Linked DNA regions of Mus musculus: regions 1, 2 and 3 are each linked to region 4. The links are chromatin contacts, called in public Hi-C maps. All regions are on one chromosome and are shown on one strand. The core of a region is the stretch at or near the end of the contact, and the rest is flanking DNA. Distances in the headings are between cores, read along the strand shown. Region 1 overlaps Adam12 (a disintegrin and metallopeptidase domain 12 (meltrin alpha)). Region 2 overlaps Adam12 (a disintegrin and metallopeptidase domain 12 (meltrin alpha)). Region 3 overlaps D7Ertd443e (DNA segment, Chr 7, ERATO Doi 443, expressed). Region 4 holds the start of Adam12 (a disintegrin and metallopeptidase domain 12 (meltrin alpha)).

The links. Hi-C and Micro-C count contacts between places; a contact is called where the count stands out from the background.
Region 1: a contact with region 4 is called in a Hi-C map of uterus. The contact joins the enhancer-like site here to the promoter of Adam12 in region 4. A contact is called at or near these places in 4 of 39 promoter capture datasets (the 3T3-L1 cell line, embryonic stem cells and liver), 5 of 484 Hi-C or Micro-C datasets (liver, muscle stem cells, nephron progenitors and 1 more) and 2 of 9 other capture datasets (adipose tissue and pancreatic islet).
Region 2: a Hi-C map of the N1E-115 cell line shows a contact between it and region 4, with 8 times the contacts expected there. The contact joins the enhancer-like site here to the promoter of Adam12 in region 4. A contact is called at or near these places in 8 of 39 promoter capture datasets (the 3T3-L1 cell line, 3T3-L1-derived adipocytes, cancer-associated fibroblasts and 3 more), 1 of 15 datasets of contacts at CTCF or cohesin (the NIH/3T3 cell line), 21 of 484 Hi-C or Micro-C datasets (the 3T3-L1 cell line, 3T3-L1-derived adipocytes, the N1E-115 cell line and 14 more), 2 of 115 datasets of contacts at active chromatin or transcription factors (embryonic fibroblasts and neural progenitor cells) and 1 of 9 other capture datasets (adipose tissue).
Region 3: a Hi-C map of uterus shows a contact between it and region 4, with 5 times the contacts expected there. The contact joins the enhancer-like site here to the promoter of Adam12 in region 4. A contact is called at or near these places in 12 of 484 Hi-C or Micro-C datasets (cortical neurons, embryonic stem cells, myocytes and 3 more), 1 of 115 datasets of contacts at active chromatin or transcription factors (fibro-adipogenic progenitors) and 3 of 9 other capture datasets (adipose tissue, liver and pancreatic islet).

What each region holds. Positions count from the first base shown.
Region 1 is chr7:134,149,062-134,152,626 of GRCm38.p6, reverse strand. The region is part of intron 2 of Adam12 (a disintegrin and metallopeptidase domain 12 (meltrin alpha)); the gene reads left to right. Among named protein-coding and RNA genes, the nearest start is that of 5830403F22Rik, 44 kb to the left of the region's middle. Within about 2 kb of position 1,591, at least 14 of the 459 cell types and tissues checked have an H3K27ac peak or open chromatin away from gene starts, as enhancers often do. A contact at or near this core is called in uterus, where this site is marked.
Region 2 is chr7:134,112,977-134,116,374 of GRCm38.p6, reverse strand. The region is part of intron 3 of Adam12 (a disintegrin and metallopeptidase domain 12 (meltrin alpha)); the gene reads left to right. Among named protein-coding and RNA genes, the nearest start is that of Gm51501, 62 kb to the right of the region's middle. Within about 2 kb of position 1,339, at least 79 of the 459 cell types and tissues checked have an H3K27ac peak or open chromatin away from gene starts, as enhancers often do. A contact at or near this core is called in 3T3-L1-derived adipocytes, the N1E-115 cell line, the NIH/3T3 cell line and 8 more, where this site is marked.
Region 3 is chr7:134,290,466-134,294,078 of GRCm38.p6, reverse strand. It overlaps D7Ertd443e (DNA segment, Chr 7, ERATO Doi 443, expressed), which reads left to right. Exons shown (of 9, transcript NM_001199941.1): 6 at 674-851. Among named protein-coding and RNA genes, the nearest start is that of Adam12, 67 kb to the right of the region's middle. Within about 2 kb of position 1,743, at least 6 of the 459 cell types and tissues checked have an H3K27ac peak or open chromatin away from gene starts, as enhancers often do. A contact at or near this core is called in uterus, where this site is marked.
Region 4 is chr7:134,223,786-134,227,619 of GRCm38.p6, reverse strand. It overlaps Adam12 (a disintegrin and metallopeptidase domain 12 (meltrin alpha)), which reads left to right and starts at 2,523. Exons shown (of 23, transcript NM_007400.2): 1 at 2,523-2,833. The coding sequence starts at 2,743.

The DNA.
Region 1 (3,565 bases), core at 342-2,841, 74 kb after region 4:
CTCAGCAGGAGCAACTACAACACCAAAAGGATGATGATTTCTAATGACAAAAGGGGACGTCCCAACTTACTCATGAAAGAAGTGTCTGCTTACTGAAACAGATGGCCTCACACTACACATGGAAAAACACTATCTTCAGGGGCAGGGGATGTAATGTTTAGCTAACATTCTAGAAACCTTGGGTCCCATCCCTGGTACCACATAAGCCAGACCTTGTGGTGTATGCCTGTAATCCCAGAACTTTGAAAGTGGAGACAGGGTGGCTAAAAGTTCAAGACCATCCTCAGCTATATCATAAGTTCAAGGCTAGCCTGGGGTGCACAAGACTCTGTCTCAAAAACAAACAACATAAGCATTAATTTCTCATTTGTTAACACACCAAACACCAAAAGGATTGTGTTAGTGCTCTGTATCCTATTTTCTCAGGATGGGTATGCTTGTAGACGTCCAGATTCTTGCTCTGTCCCATTCTTAGCCTACAGTTTTCATTCCTTCATGTCCAGACTGATCTACAAGCCATGATCCTCTGTTCCCCTCTGGAAGTCACTTCTTTTCTGGCATCATTAGCTCTGTGCCCAAGTAGTAAAGATTAAATGCAATTTACTGGAATTTACTGTAGCAAAAAAAAATGCAAATGGTTCAGGCTGACTGTGAGGATGTGATCTGTGAGAGCCTAAGAGCCCAGTGCCTTTCCCTCTAAATGTTGTTTTCCAACAGTGGGCTATAATTCAGCTTGATGGAGTTTCATTTTGAGAACTGAATATAAATCATCTTGTCTGATGTTTATGGAGATCACCTCAGGCTCTTTGTCCCCTCCTCCCCTTCTGTATTTCTGAACCCCTCCTATGTATTATCTAAGCGTCCTCATGCAAGGGGTGAACTCTTTCCATCTCTCTGTGGTCTTTTTTCTTGGGATCATTTGTTTTGCTGAAACCAGTTTATCATATTCAAAATATCATAAAAGACCAATTACTTTTGTTTAAAAAAATGCTGATTCTTCACTTTCAGTCCAAACTCTGTGAGCTCACTCACAAAAGGAACAGAGAGCAAAACTGCATCTGTGATCGCCACAGGGATGAGTCAGTAAGAGAAGGAAGGTCTAAAGGCTGAAGGGCTCACTTGCAGAGTTTGGCACCAAACACAGTCGCTCTAAGTGGACAGTGTGGAATGGTCAAAGCCTAGTGGGGGTGAACGTAGAGTTTGAGGAGCAAGAAGAGAAGCCAAATGATTATTTGACTAAAGCATCGGAGTTGGATGGCCCCAGGAATCCCTGTGGAGAACACAATACAGATTGTTGCTTCTCCAGAGAATGTTGAAACTTTAGATAAGCTCAGGATGTTTTTGTACATGATTTGGATCTGAGAATTTCTCTTAAGTGGCTCAAGCTGTCCCATGGCCATGATGCATGCTACCCATACATGTTTCTTGCATTTGAAAAGGATTAAGTGATTAGAGCTCTGTCACAGAGGACAAACCCTGATTTTAGGAGGTAAGTGTTAACTGTGTCTTGGGGACACAGAAGAGCTCGCAAGCCACAGTGTCTGCATCTTGCTGGGAGGAGGATAGACAATATGGTGCTCGTCTTCTGTGTATTTCTCAGGGGACTCATAAGGCCCTATGCCTTTCCTTGGCTCAGAATTAAGTACAACCTTGATGATTGTCCTCAAGGCTCTGGCCAACGAGCCACACCCTACAAGCTGTGACCTCATGTAAACATGCCCCTTCCTCTAATAAATCACCAGTCAGCTACAATCACCATCACTCTGCCATCCATGTTTCTCATCCTACCTCCTACATTTTTTTCACATTTAACTTAGGCATAGGAAGACTTTTTTCCTCTCACACTAACATACCCCCCATTGTCTCTTTATCATGCCATTAATGTAAGTACATTAACCCTGACATGTGTTGAATGTCCTTACAGTTTGGCACGTTCTTCCCCTACTCAAAGGTGGTCTTCAAAAGTACAAAACACATCTGTTTGCATATGTAAATAAAATAACAAGAATGGAAGCTTTGAAAGCTGGCGTACTCTTAGCACTCACTGAGTTATGGACCATCTGGTTGAATACGGCTCAGGAAACTGAAGCTGGAGTTCATCCAATATGGCGCTGCTAGCATTTGGGCTGGATCCTTCTTTACTAAAGTCAGGGCGGGCCTGTCCTGGCTTTGTAGGATATCCAACACTCGGGTGTTTAGCTTTAATTATCGACTTGAGAGACAACCTAGAATGGGAGAGGTTGTCTCAGTGAAAGACGGTTCCCATTGGGTTAGCCTATGGTGATGGATGTGGGTATTGTCCTCATTAAATTAATTGATGTGGAAAGACCCAATCTACTGTAAGGAACACCATTCCCTAGGCAGGAAGCTTAGAACTGTGTAAAAATGGAGAGAGCAATTCCTGTCAGAGGATACAGAATTTGAGGAATGCATCCCAGCACTGGGCATGTGTAGGGTGAGAGGTGGTGCTGGGATGAGTATCATCCTTACCATGTTTTTAGCTGCTCACTTAATCTAATTTCTGGTTCCTCAGCCCTGTAAGTCTGTTGAAAAAATTACCAAGATTTTTAGTCTCTCTGCTATCTCTTCTAAGTTCTACAGATGCCTTAAGCAAAACAGCCATCCTCAAACTCTGGGCTTAACATCAGCTTTCCTCCCCAAGCTTGATCCAAGTTCTACAGGCCTTTATTACTGTATACATTCTCCACTGCTTTTGAACCATTTTAAAATGCTCCTCCTATACTCTCTAGCTATTTTTAGGGGGAGAAGGGGCTTTAAATAGCTAATAGTCATGTTCATCCTCCAACCATCCATTTAAAGCAATGAGCATCAGACCTTAGTCTCCTGTTCATTTTTGTTACCATCCCCTGTGTGGGAGGGTACATACAGGTGTGTCTGTGTCCCAGCTGTTCACCGTGAAGCAGGCCAAGCATCTTGCTGCTTATATCTCTGCACGCTTTGGATTGTCTTCTCTGGATGAATTCTTAAGAGTGGGATAGTTGACTCAAAGCCGTGTGCATTTCTAAGGAATATGATAACAATTTCCAGATTGCCTCGTGGAAGGCTGGGCCAGTTCACACTTCTACCAGCTGTGCATGAAAATTCCTGTTTCTTGGCTTCCCACCAACACTGGTGTTTCATACTTTAATAAATCTGGCATGGCCCTGGGCGGCTACCAGGTTGGCTGGAGGAATCGCAGCATTAAAAGCTCTCAATAGTTCTGAACCTGTGGGTCACAACTTACAGGATAAATCTGTAGGTCAAGTGACAAGGTCTGTGGCTCAATAAAATGCCTATGAGCAGGCCTCGGGTGGATAGATCTGGAACAATAGCACTTCCTGCGAGGAAGAGCTATCAGTAACAGTGGATCACAGCAGCTGAGTCAGTGCTCGCCAGGACTGAATTTGTAGACTCCACAGGTCAAAGTGAGGAAGGGGTTTCCTGGACTCCAAATTAGGTGGCTCATATCAGAACAAGTGTTGCTACATTGTAAGGAGAACTTGTGTACCTGACTGGCTTCCAGGGCCAGTGTAGACTGATGCTCAGACAGTCACTAGACTGCAGG
Region 2 (3,398 bases), core at 90-2,589, 110 kb after region 4:
TTGTAGGGGCAGGAGGAAGCTGAGCCTGAGAACAAGCATGAACTGAACTCAGAACACAATCAAAGTTGTCACCAACCTGCTTCAACTCCTTAGGATAAAAAGTAGCAGGCTGGGTGTGGTTGTTCATGCCTTTAATCCCAGCACTTGGAGGCATGGGCAGATGGACCTCTGTAAATACAAGGCCAACGTGCTCTACAAAGGGAGTTCCAGCACAGCCAGGCTACACAGAGAGAAACCCTGTCTGGAAAAAAAAAAAAAAAGAGCAACATCTCACATCTACAAGCAAGCCTAAGCCAGCTTCTAGCCACCAATACTGTCTCAGTAATTCTAGAAGGAACCTGCCCCAGCCACCACCCAGTACTTGCCTCAGGGCTATCAACCAACGAGGCCACATTGAGGGTCCTATGGAATAAAGTAAGAGCTGGTACAAGACTTTAGAAATGCCCAGACTGATCAAGGCACTCAGTGTGTGCCTCCTCCTGATGCCGCCAGTGACTCTTGACAAGAGCATGTGACACAAGAACCCATGAATTTGTATCTTGCGGAGCTCAAGTCAAAGTGCAGAAAATGTGTCTAATTTACAGTTGTTTTTTTTTCTAGTTGGCACACTTTTAAAGCTGTGTTAGAAGTTACTGAGCATGTCAAGGAGTCCTTCCAGAAAGGAGAAAGTACTCCCCAGAGATGGCAGTGTGTCAAGTAGCTTGACCGTGGCCTGGGAACATGATTGCAAAACAGCTGAGGACCTTTATGCCTAAAGAGTGTGGCTGCTGCGGATGCTCCATGGGAATCCCCGGGACAGTGTGGACTACAGCCCGGCACAAAGCTGGGGAAGTCAGACCAGTGCTGCACAGCAGAATCACTCCAGGCGGACTCTGTTACCTTGTTCACAGGGAGTGCGGGAGGGAAGAAGAGCATCCCTGGGGCCAGGCTTCAGACGGGGCCTAATGCTAAAGAAAACAGTCAGCCACGATGGAGCCCTGGATGTGCTCAGCGGCACTTCTCTCCAACTGTCTGCTTTTCCCTGGCATCAGCTCTGTGCAGTGTATATGACAGCTGTCCCTGTTCTCCAGAGGACACAATGACCAACTGAGTCAATTGATAGGTGATAGCACTAGATCCAGACCCTAACCTGTGACCTGCAGAGTCCAACTTTTTACCCATTCTGAAGATGGAAGCTTATGAAAAGAAGGCAGGGGTCAGGGGATAGGATGCACTGCTTAGGGGAGACCTGGGCCAGGGCCAAGAACTGGGCTGAATCTTCAGCTTGAGCACAGCATGGAGTAGATGAGCTGGTGATGACTCAAGGACATCCTGTCTCCAGGAACAGGATGGGAGCTCTCCAGGGAAGAGAAGTCAGGAATGCTTAGGACCTACCAGTCCTTCCAGAGGCTACTCTCACAGAGCCTGTACAAGCTCAGGCCTGACAGGAACCATGTCTTATCACAGTTTATCCCAGGCTCTCCACTCCTCTTCCCAGTGTCCTGCCATGAGGGAGTCTCCACAGCACAAGCAGGATGGCGTGTGAGGAGACCCTGTCATCCCCACCCCCAAGGGATGTTATCAGTCCAAGTGAATCCAAGAGCTATCTATCAGAAGACCTGTCTGGGGCAGATGTTTCTCAACCCTGCCCCGCTCTGCTGTATAAGAAGCAGATGCCTCATTGTAATCTCCAAGCAGGCTCACTCATGAACAGAGCCACTCGCTGCCTTTCTTCACACAAAGAGAAATCTGGTAATTCCTTTGTGTCTGAGTTCACTGGGTTCCAGCACCACGCTCCCCCTCCAGGAACACCCCTGGGAACAAGAGAAATGATAAACTAGTGGAGATTAAGCTGAAAGGAACGAGTCCCCACCATGAGTCATGAGGACAGAGGACACATTGGCAAGCAGATGAAAACCCTTTGATAGATACCAGTTGTAAAAGCGCGGCCAAACCTAATGCTGAGGAAACTGTGGTGACTCAAAGCATAATGTATGCATCGCCCCCACGCCCTCCTTTTCTCTTTTTTGACCTAAAAAAGAAAAATTGACAAAACAACATATCTTGTGAGGGGGAGTTCCCAGGGACAGCTTAGAGGAAAGGGGAGCTTGAAACAGATTTATGTTCAATCAGAGTGCACAGTTGTTCTATGATGTATTTCCACAATGGCATCAGAATGGTCCTGCCCCGTCTCAAGAAAGCAGCTATGACCAGGCCTCGCTTGCAAGACCTGCCACCTCCCATCTCAGCATGGATAAAGTTGTTCCCCAGAAATGTCCCAGGGAACGGGGGTGGGGCAGAACATCCCAATCACATAAGAGTCTCTGGGGTCAAACCAGATGTCAGGTTTGGTAGCAAGCACCTTTATCTTGCTGAGTCATCTCGTCTCTCCCCAGCCAGAGATACCTCGTGACAACTGTGTGTTAATCTACAATTCTGTCAATAAAGTTTCAGTTAGTGACAATACATTAGTAACGGCTCCATCTAAGCAAGGGTTTTACCCTATAGGAGTCAATCATTTAATTTTCCATTTTTCATTTTTTTTAAAAAGGAAAGAAGAAAAGAAAGAAGGGAAAAAAGAGTTAGAAAAATGTTAAGTGTAAAAGCTTTGAAGAATTAAAAATTCTTTAAAAAATTTTTTTAAGAAAACTTTGATATAACAAGAAGAAAACTAGCTTGCACATTCTCTCCATAACGATGTTTATTATTGGACATTCGACTAGTTTGGACAAATGCCTGCACACCTACCTCACCCTTGCTGACCTCCCAGTAAACATGTGAGCAGAGGGTCGGTCGGCTTCACCCCTGTGGTTGACTCTAGGAAGAGCTGCTTGTTCTCACTCAAATGTTGGTTTACTTAAGTGAAGGTGAGCCTGTGTGAGCAGCAGCTCCCAGGGACATCCTGTAGTCCTCTGGAGCCCAGACCAAGAGCCCCTGTTTATACAATCTGCGATTCCTCTGCAGGAAACTACAGCATCAAAAGACTATAAAGAGCCTGGTGGAAGACAGACCCAGGTCACACGGTGGGATTTGCTTGTTCACTCCCTCCTCCCTGGTGTCTGAGGATAGCCAGCCAGCATGAATATCAAGATGCAGTTCTGCCCTAGACAGACTCTCAGCCTGGGAGTAGATCATGAGTTCTGTTCCAAAAGTGAATAGTCCAGACAAGTGGGACTGTGTCTTTTATACTAGCAAAGTGCTGTTGGCTCAAAAATGCTTAATCAATGAAGCCATGAATTCAAAGTTGCATTTGGAGCACTTTACATTGACCTTGGGTCAAAGGTAAAGACAGCATGGCTTTCTAAGGCCTTCTAAGGCTCTTTGACAGGCGCTCCCCATCCATCCACTACTGACTCCAACTTGGACAATTCTGTTTCCAGTTTCCAGTAGGAAAGGAAGTGCTTGCCATTGACCCTTGT
Region 3 (3,613 bases), core at 494-2,993, 67 kb before region 4:
ACACTCTTAGAACATTTCCAAAATTCTAAAATGTCACTACAGCCCCGCACATGTTGCTTTGAACAAGAAGATGTGGGGAGATTCTGACCTGACCTATGAAGCTCACTGTATAGAACAACTCTGTATATAGCAGAGCCTTCTACCTCTATCTACCCAGAAGTGGTTCTCTTTAGCCACAGAGAGACCTCTGAAAAGCACCATTTTCTACACCAGGGACACAATCCCTGTATCCTTAAGACTCTGACCCCAGCAGGAATGAGTGTGCACATTTCTAGCACCTGCCTTCGAGTCCCACCCATGTCTCTCAGAATATGGAAGTACAGAACCCTGAGATTTGGGTTCCTCAGCAGTGAGTGGTTTGGCAGCATGAATCAACAAATAGGCAGATAGATGTTGGCCGTTTGTACCCAGTGGCTCCAGTGCTAGTTATTTCTTGGTCCTGATGCAGTGTGCTCTGTGCGCTGGCCAGCATTGACCTCCAGTACCTTGTCATCAATATGTCCATACCATTTTTACACATGGTCATGGGAGGCAGGGGTTATATTTGCACTGTGGCTTTTTGCCATAGAGTATTGTGATCTTGATTGGATCCCATGGAGTAAATCAGATAGCTGTATTGTTACCTGGTCTCCCTTCTCTTAAAAAACAAAAGTCTGTTCTTTGTTCCAATCAGGAAGCACTGGAAGTCCATAGACCTCAGTTCATTTCTCGCTCACAAGAACGGCTGCAAAAGCTTAAGCGCATGGTACAGCAAAGGAAAACCCAACAAAAGGAGAGCCTGGGGCAGAAGCAGAGCCTACTTCCTGTCCGCGCCAACAAGAAGCAGTTCACCATTCCCCATCCTCTTAGTGGTAAGCTACAGGTGGCTCTAAAGGCCTGAACAGACTGGGGACAAACATTCTCAGGCATGGAGCCTTCACTGAAAGGATGAGGATCCCAAATTACGCCACTGGCATGCACAGACCTCAGCATCCTGAAGCTGGCTCTGGGAGCCAGCTCATTTTGAGAGGTTACATATGGGCATGCAACTCAGCAGAAATAACTTGGGACACAAATTCACCATTGTAGCTGGGAAAAGAGCCACACCACTGTAGGAGCCAGGATAGCGAGTTCAAATTCTTGGCTCCTAATGGAGGCTTGCAAGCGATCTCCCTTGCCCTTTATAGATTGCAAAATAGACCTGGGGCAAGAAGTTGACTCCAGCTTGTCTGCATCAACATTTGTCATCTGGAGACCTCTTCCTGCTGTGAGCTCAGAGGGAGGATGGCCAGCTTGCCCAGTACAGTGAGGCTGAGGTCAAGACAACCCTGAGAGGCAGGGTACTCACTCACTCACTTACTCACTCACTCACTCACTCACTCACCCACCCACCCACTCACCCACCCACCCACTCACTCACCCACCCACCCACTCACTCACCTACCCACCCACTCACCCACCCACTCACTCACCCACCCACTCACCCACTCACTCACCCACCCACCCACTCACCCACTCACTCACTCGCCCACTCACTTACCTACTCACCCACCCACTCACTCACTCATAGGAGAAGGAGTTAGCAGGAACCTTTCCTGCACCCAGCCCCACGTTGGAGGCTGGGAATATCACTGAGAGCAAGATGACCTCAGTTGTTTTGTTTTTGTTTTTGTTTTTTTTTATTTTCATGGACCCTCATAAACAGGCCCTTGAACTAGCAAGAATAACACGAGATGAAGGCAAGGACTGGGGACATCAGGAAACTTATGAAAGGCCTGCCAACTCAAATCTTAAAATCTGGGGGTTTGGAGAAGCCTCTGGTTTATGACTGTGAAGACAGGGATGAGATCTTTTTTCCTAGGAAAATATTTTGGCCCCCAGGATGTTAAATCATGAGTATGATTCTGAGTAGAAGTCCTCTGGGGAAAATAGCATATTCAATAAAGTGCGGCTTAGCAAAGCTTACTAAGATCTCAGGAGGAAGGGGAAGGAGAGAGAGAAGAAAGCTTCTGAAATCAGTTCCTATTAGACTCTCTTCTAGGTAGCCTGACTCCTTCCTGCATCCAGAACACTTTAGGAGAGCTTTCTAGAGACCCCAGAAGGAGCACAGTTGAATGTCTTGTTTCCATTCAAGGGATCTGACAAGTTACCTGTTGCTTCCATCCCATGGCACATTCCAGAAGGATGAAAAATGAAAGCCAGCCAGGCAGATGGGCAAAGGGCTGGCCCATCACACTGTGTGTCTAGCTAGCATTTCAAGCTAGGTGTAGACACAGGCTTGGTCTAGGTGTGTTCTCTAGGGGACTGTTTAATCTCTGGCTCAACAAAGCCAAAGCGCATCTGTTTCAGGCACAGCTATCTCAAGGCACTGTGAAGACCAGAGGCCAGCCACAGTGGGAGTATCCCCTTGGCACCTTCACTCATGCTGGGTATGAAAGATGTCACTTGGTCAAAAAGAGTTAGGCTATATATAGACACTGATGTCAACAGATAAGCACAATATAGATGCAGCCACACACAAGCTAACCTTGGAAGATCTCCGTTTTCAGCCTTTGGTTTGTGTAAGAAGCAGAGACAGATGGCCAGAGGGAAATTCTTCCGGATGGTGATGTATTTGTTAACTTTATATCACTACGACAAATATCCGAGACAAATCAACTTCCAAGGAGAAAGGGGTTGACTTAGGCTCTGGGTCTTTGAAGTTTCGGATGACTAGTTATCACCATTGCTTTCTGGCAAGGCAGCGCATCACAATGAGCCGTGCAAAGCGGAGGGAGCAAAGCTGTCCATCTCATGGCAACCAGGAAGCAAATGAGAGAAGGAAGAAGAGACCAGGGTCTCACCGTTTCCTTCAAGGGCCACACCTCCAATGGCTTGAGAACACCCACTTTACCCTGTCTCTTAAAGAGGCGGCTACCTCCCTGCAGCTCGAACCTGGGGACTGAGCATTTCACACACAGGAGGATGCTAGGGATCCAGATGGTAGCAGGCGCCATGCTGAGCTCCTTCTCTTCTGAGGTAGACCTTCTAGCTGGGCCACGGTATCAGAGGGGGGGTGGCCTTTGCATGCCTGCATTACTTTCCTGTCATACTGTAAGAAATTGCTACTTGCATGCTGGCTTAAGATCACGGGCATGCATTATCTCAGAGTTCTGGAGATCAGGGGTCAAAATTAAGGCACCTGCAGGGCCAGTCTTGTCTGGAGGCTCAGAGTAGAGCATTCATGTCACTTCTCTCCCAGCTGTGGTGGCTTCTGGCCATCCATCCCTGGTGCTCCTTGGCGAGTGAGTGATCCCTGTAGCTCTCTCTGCCTTTGTCTTCACATGACCTTCTTCCTATCTGTGTGATCTTGAGTCCAATTTTTCTCTTTTTATTCAAAGCTAAATTCCACCCACCCAGTATGACCACATACTAACTTGATTATATTTGCAAAGACCATATTTCCAATGACAAGGTCAAGAGAAGGTCTCAGTCACAGTTTGGGGAATTTGAACTTGAATGCATCTTTTGTGCATGTGGGGGGGGGGCATGCAGAACTGCTTGCAATATCAGTCAACTTTGATGTTTTTCCCAAAGCAAATATTCTTATAAGTTCGTGTGCTCTGAATGAACATTTTAAAATTGTATATAATAA
Region 4 (3,834 bases), core at 1,274-3,773:
CTTAAAGAAAATAAGTTTATTATTATTTTTTTTTACAGTAAAGAGCAACAGCTGAGTAATAAACATGGAAAAGAAATGGAAAAGAAATATTAAGAGAGTGTACAAAGTTCCCCAGCACACGCGAATAAACCATTTCTGTATCCGTGGTTAGGGCTAACAGCTGTGTCCATCCTAAAGCTATTCTGTCCTGGCGGCCTCAAAGGAAATCTTTCCCAAGTCTTTTGCTTTGCATCCCTCATACATCTCAGCAGTCTTGGAATTAACTAAGCTCAGAACTCTCTAAGCCTATCCCTCTGGACCTCTCTCAGCAGAGCCAGGATGCAAAATCCCCATCATCTTTGCTGAGCACCCTGGGGGAGGGAGCAGGTGGGTGGGAAGACCCTTCACCAAGGCCTCAGTGTTCAGTTCTTCCTAAGAGACTTAGCAGACTCTAAGAGGGAAGGTTGCATTTCAGGGTCAAAGACACACTGCTCCTAAGGCAGGTCTGAGGCTGGACTCTTCACTGTGTGGGTGTAAGAAAGCCACTTGGCTCCTCTGTGTGCTGTTTTGTTTGTTTGTTTGTTTGTTTGTTTGTTTTGTCTGCACATTAAAGTGAAGTGATGTTGGTGACCCTTTATCACAGATCACATGAAATCCATATGTCTGGATTGTTCTCTAAGACTGAAAAGCCTGCCAGTTGTGGGTGGTGGCACACACAGTTAGCCTTAGCATTTGGAAAGCAGAAGTAGGCACATTCCGGTGAGTTCGAGGCCAGTGTAGTCTACATAGTGAGTTCTAGAACAGCTGTGGGGCTATATAGAGAGGCCCTGACCAGAACAGAAAAACAACAATAACAACAATAACAATAACAAAGAGCCTTTGAAGGTGAGAGACATTTCTTTACAGCTTCATTTCCCAAGTCCCTAATGTAACATTGCTAATTCTGATTGCGTAAATACCAGGACACACAAGGGTGGCTATGGATGACTGGGCTGATTTCAAAGGATGCCTGCTCTGACTTGAATATGAGGCCTCTCACTTTTAAGGTCCTATGTCATTTTTGAAGTGAGAGACTACTGCAGACCACTGCTGGTGAGAGGCAGCTGGAGAGTAAGGCTACTTTCCAGCGAGGTGGTCAGGAACACAGCCTTCCCCAACCCGACTCTCCTCATACTGTAGATCTGACCCAGAACAGGGGAAGCTGTAGGACCAGAACAGAATCTCTGTGGTTGGCCCGACCCCCAGCTGCAGTGTAATCAACTAAGGCTTTGAAAACTGCCAGGCCCAAGATGGGTTCTGGTTCACTGGCCAGGATGGGTGTGGCATCCCCTTGAGCCCTTACAAGTTCTAAGAAGTTCCCATGTTAGGGACCACAGTGGCCATTATTCTCCAGATGTCTGTCTGTCTGTCTGTCTGTCTGTCTGTCTGTCTGTCGCCTGCTGCTTCTCACTTGGTTCTCAGGAACACAAAGAGTCCGATTAGGAATATGTCAGGCCAATGAGAAGGCGGGGAAGGGTACAACTATAACCCTGAGGTGAGGCCTTCCATCCCTTTACTGGGGCTAGCCTAGCTGTGTTCCCGAAGAACAGCTCACTCTGAAGATGTAGGAGGCTGCCTGGCAATTGGCATTTTCTCTCCCCGTCAGGCTTTGCCCACTATCTTGGTTTTTTGTTGAGGCAGAATCTCACTTGGTAGCTCAGGTTGAACCAGACAGGGTGTAGCCCCTTGTTGGCCTCAAACTTGCAGTAACCCTCTTGTCTCAGCCCACCAAATGTTAGGATGAAGGGCATGCATCACCAAGTCCGGCTGCAATTTGCATCTCTAACCAGCCAAGCCAGGTGCCCCTTAAGATCAGTGAAGTTTGGAACGTATCTGGACCTTTTCCTGGGTCTAGATAACTGAAAGGAAACTTTGGCCAATCTATCAGCATCAAAACCAGAGCACCACAGCGAAAACGCTGTGCCCGAGTGCCTGCTACTGTAAATTCAATCTTATTTCTGAGGTGTGAGGTACTGGTTTGGCGGTTTGGAACGTCCAGCCACAGGCTGCCTGGCTGTGCACCATATACCAGACCTGTTCCTCGCGTCCCGCCGGTTCCCAGCTAGCCAGCAGCTAGCAGCCCAGTCATCCTTTCCAGCCTCAGTCTGGAAAGCTGGACCCCGGCGCCGCGTGTGCTCTTGGCTGCCGGCGCCCCGGGCCCCGCGGCCACATCATCCTGAGGCTGGGAAGTGTGCGTTCTCGCGCCTTTGCGCCACACAGCTGGTCTACGCGGCGGCTCGCACAAGGGGTCTGAGGGTATCCTGCATCCAGCCACCCCCGGGAGTGGATAGGACCCAGGCTGTCGGGGACCCCGGAGCGGTCTCTAGGACCCGCGGGACGCCGCAGGAAGGCGGGGTGCGGGGGAGACGCTAATTTGTTCCGTGGTAATGAGAACGGCGACTGCTGGCCGCGGATCCATTGCACAGGCCCGCCCTCAGATCGCTGGTCCCCGGCGCCAACTCGGACAGGCTGCTCATTTATTGCAACGGTCAAGGGCGGCTCGTGCCAGAGTAGCGCGCGCGCGCACGCACACACACGGGGAGGGGAGAAAGTTTTTTTTTGAAAAAATGAAAGGCTAGACTCGCTGCTCAGCGACCCGGGCGCTGCGCGAGGGGGTCGCGGCAGACTCAGGGCAGTAGGACTTCCCCCAGCTCGGCGCCCGCGTGGGATGCTGCAGCGCTGGCCGCGGGGCCCCCGAAGCAGCTGCACGCCAGGCCGGCGACAATGGCAGAGCGCCCGGCGCGGCGCGCGCCCCCCGCCCGCGCCCTCCTGCTGGCCCTGGCTGGGGCCCTGCTGGCGCCCCGTGCAGCCCGAGGTAAGTCACCCGCACAGGCGGCTGCCTGCGCGTCCTCTCCCCGCCACCTCGCTACAAGTCAGGGTCTCCGCGAGTGCCACAGCCACAGGGAGAGCAAACGCACCCAGGGCGCATCTGAGGACCCCCCTGGCTCGCGCTCCCAGAGCCTTGACACTGGTCCCCCGCCAGGTGCTCACTCCGGGGGTTGGGTTGGGGTGGCACGGGAGAAGAAGACGCTTTGCTTGGGGGCCTTGAGGCAGCTAATGTCTGAATGAAATGTCTTGGAGTGACATTTGCTCCTAAGGCTCACAGTGTCTTGACAGTTACACGTGTCTCCTGGGAGGGTGTGCGTGGGGTCGTTTTCCTGATCCAGTGGGGTAGTGAGTTCCTTCACCCAGCTTCGGAGTCAACTCCCCACGAGGTTTCCTTTCCACCCCCGCTCTGACACAGCTGGGGGATGCAGAGGACGCCCCCCGCGGCCTCCCATCACAGGTGTACCTGCAGCGCTCTTTACTTTTTTTTGTTTCAATTGACTTCGTGGCCCTTAGCGATTTCTGGCTTCACTCGCTAATTGTCAGTAAGGATCAAACTTTAACAGAACTCATTCCCCTTTCTTGCTCATCCTTGGTAAGTAAGGGCTTACACCAAGACCTCGTGTAGCGCGAGTACCCACTCCAGAGTTAAACAAAAGTGCATACATTAAAGGAGTTTTTATAGACTTGTATTTTCCTGAGTTGAATCTTCTTAAAGCCCGGGCACCTGTGGATCCTGTTTGTATAATGAGAACTCACAGCAGGTGCCTTTTTAAAATTCGGGAGCTTCCCTAGTCACCCTTGCTGCCGGCCCCTTTTGCCGCTAGGGGCGCTGTTCACCAATGAATGATTCACCTTGGCCTCCAACTCTTATTTCTGTGATTCTAGGTATCAGGCATTTAGCTAGCCCCCCATCATCAACTGTTTCCAACACGAAACATTTCATTTCTCAACTGTCACTGTTATCCTCGACCCCCAGCCTGTCTACCA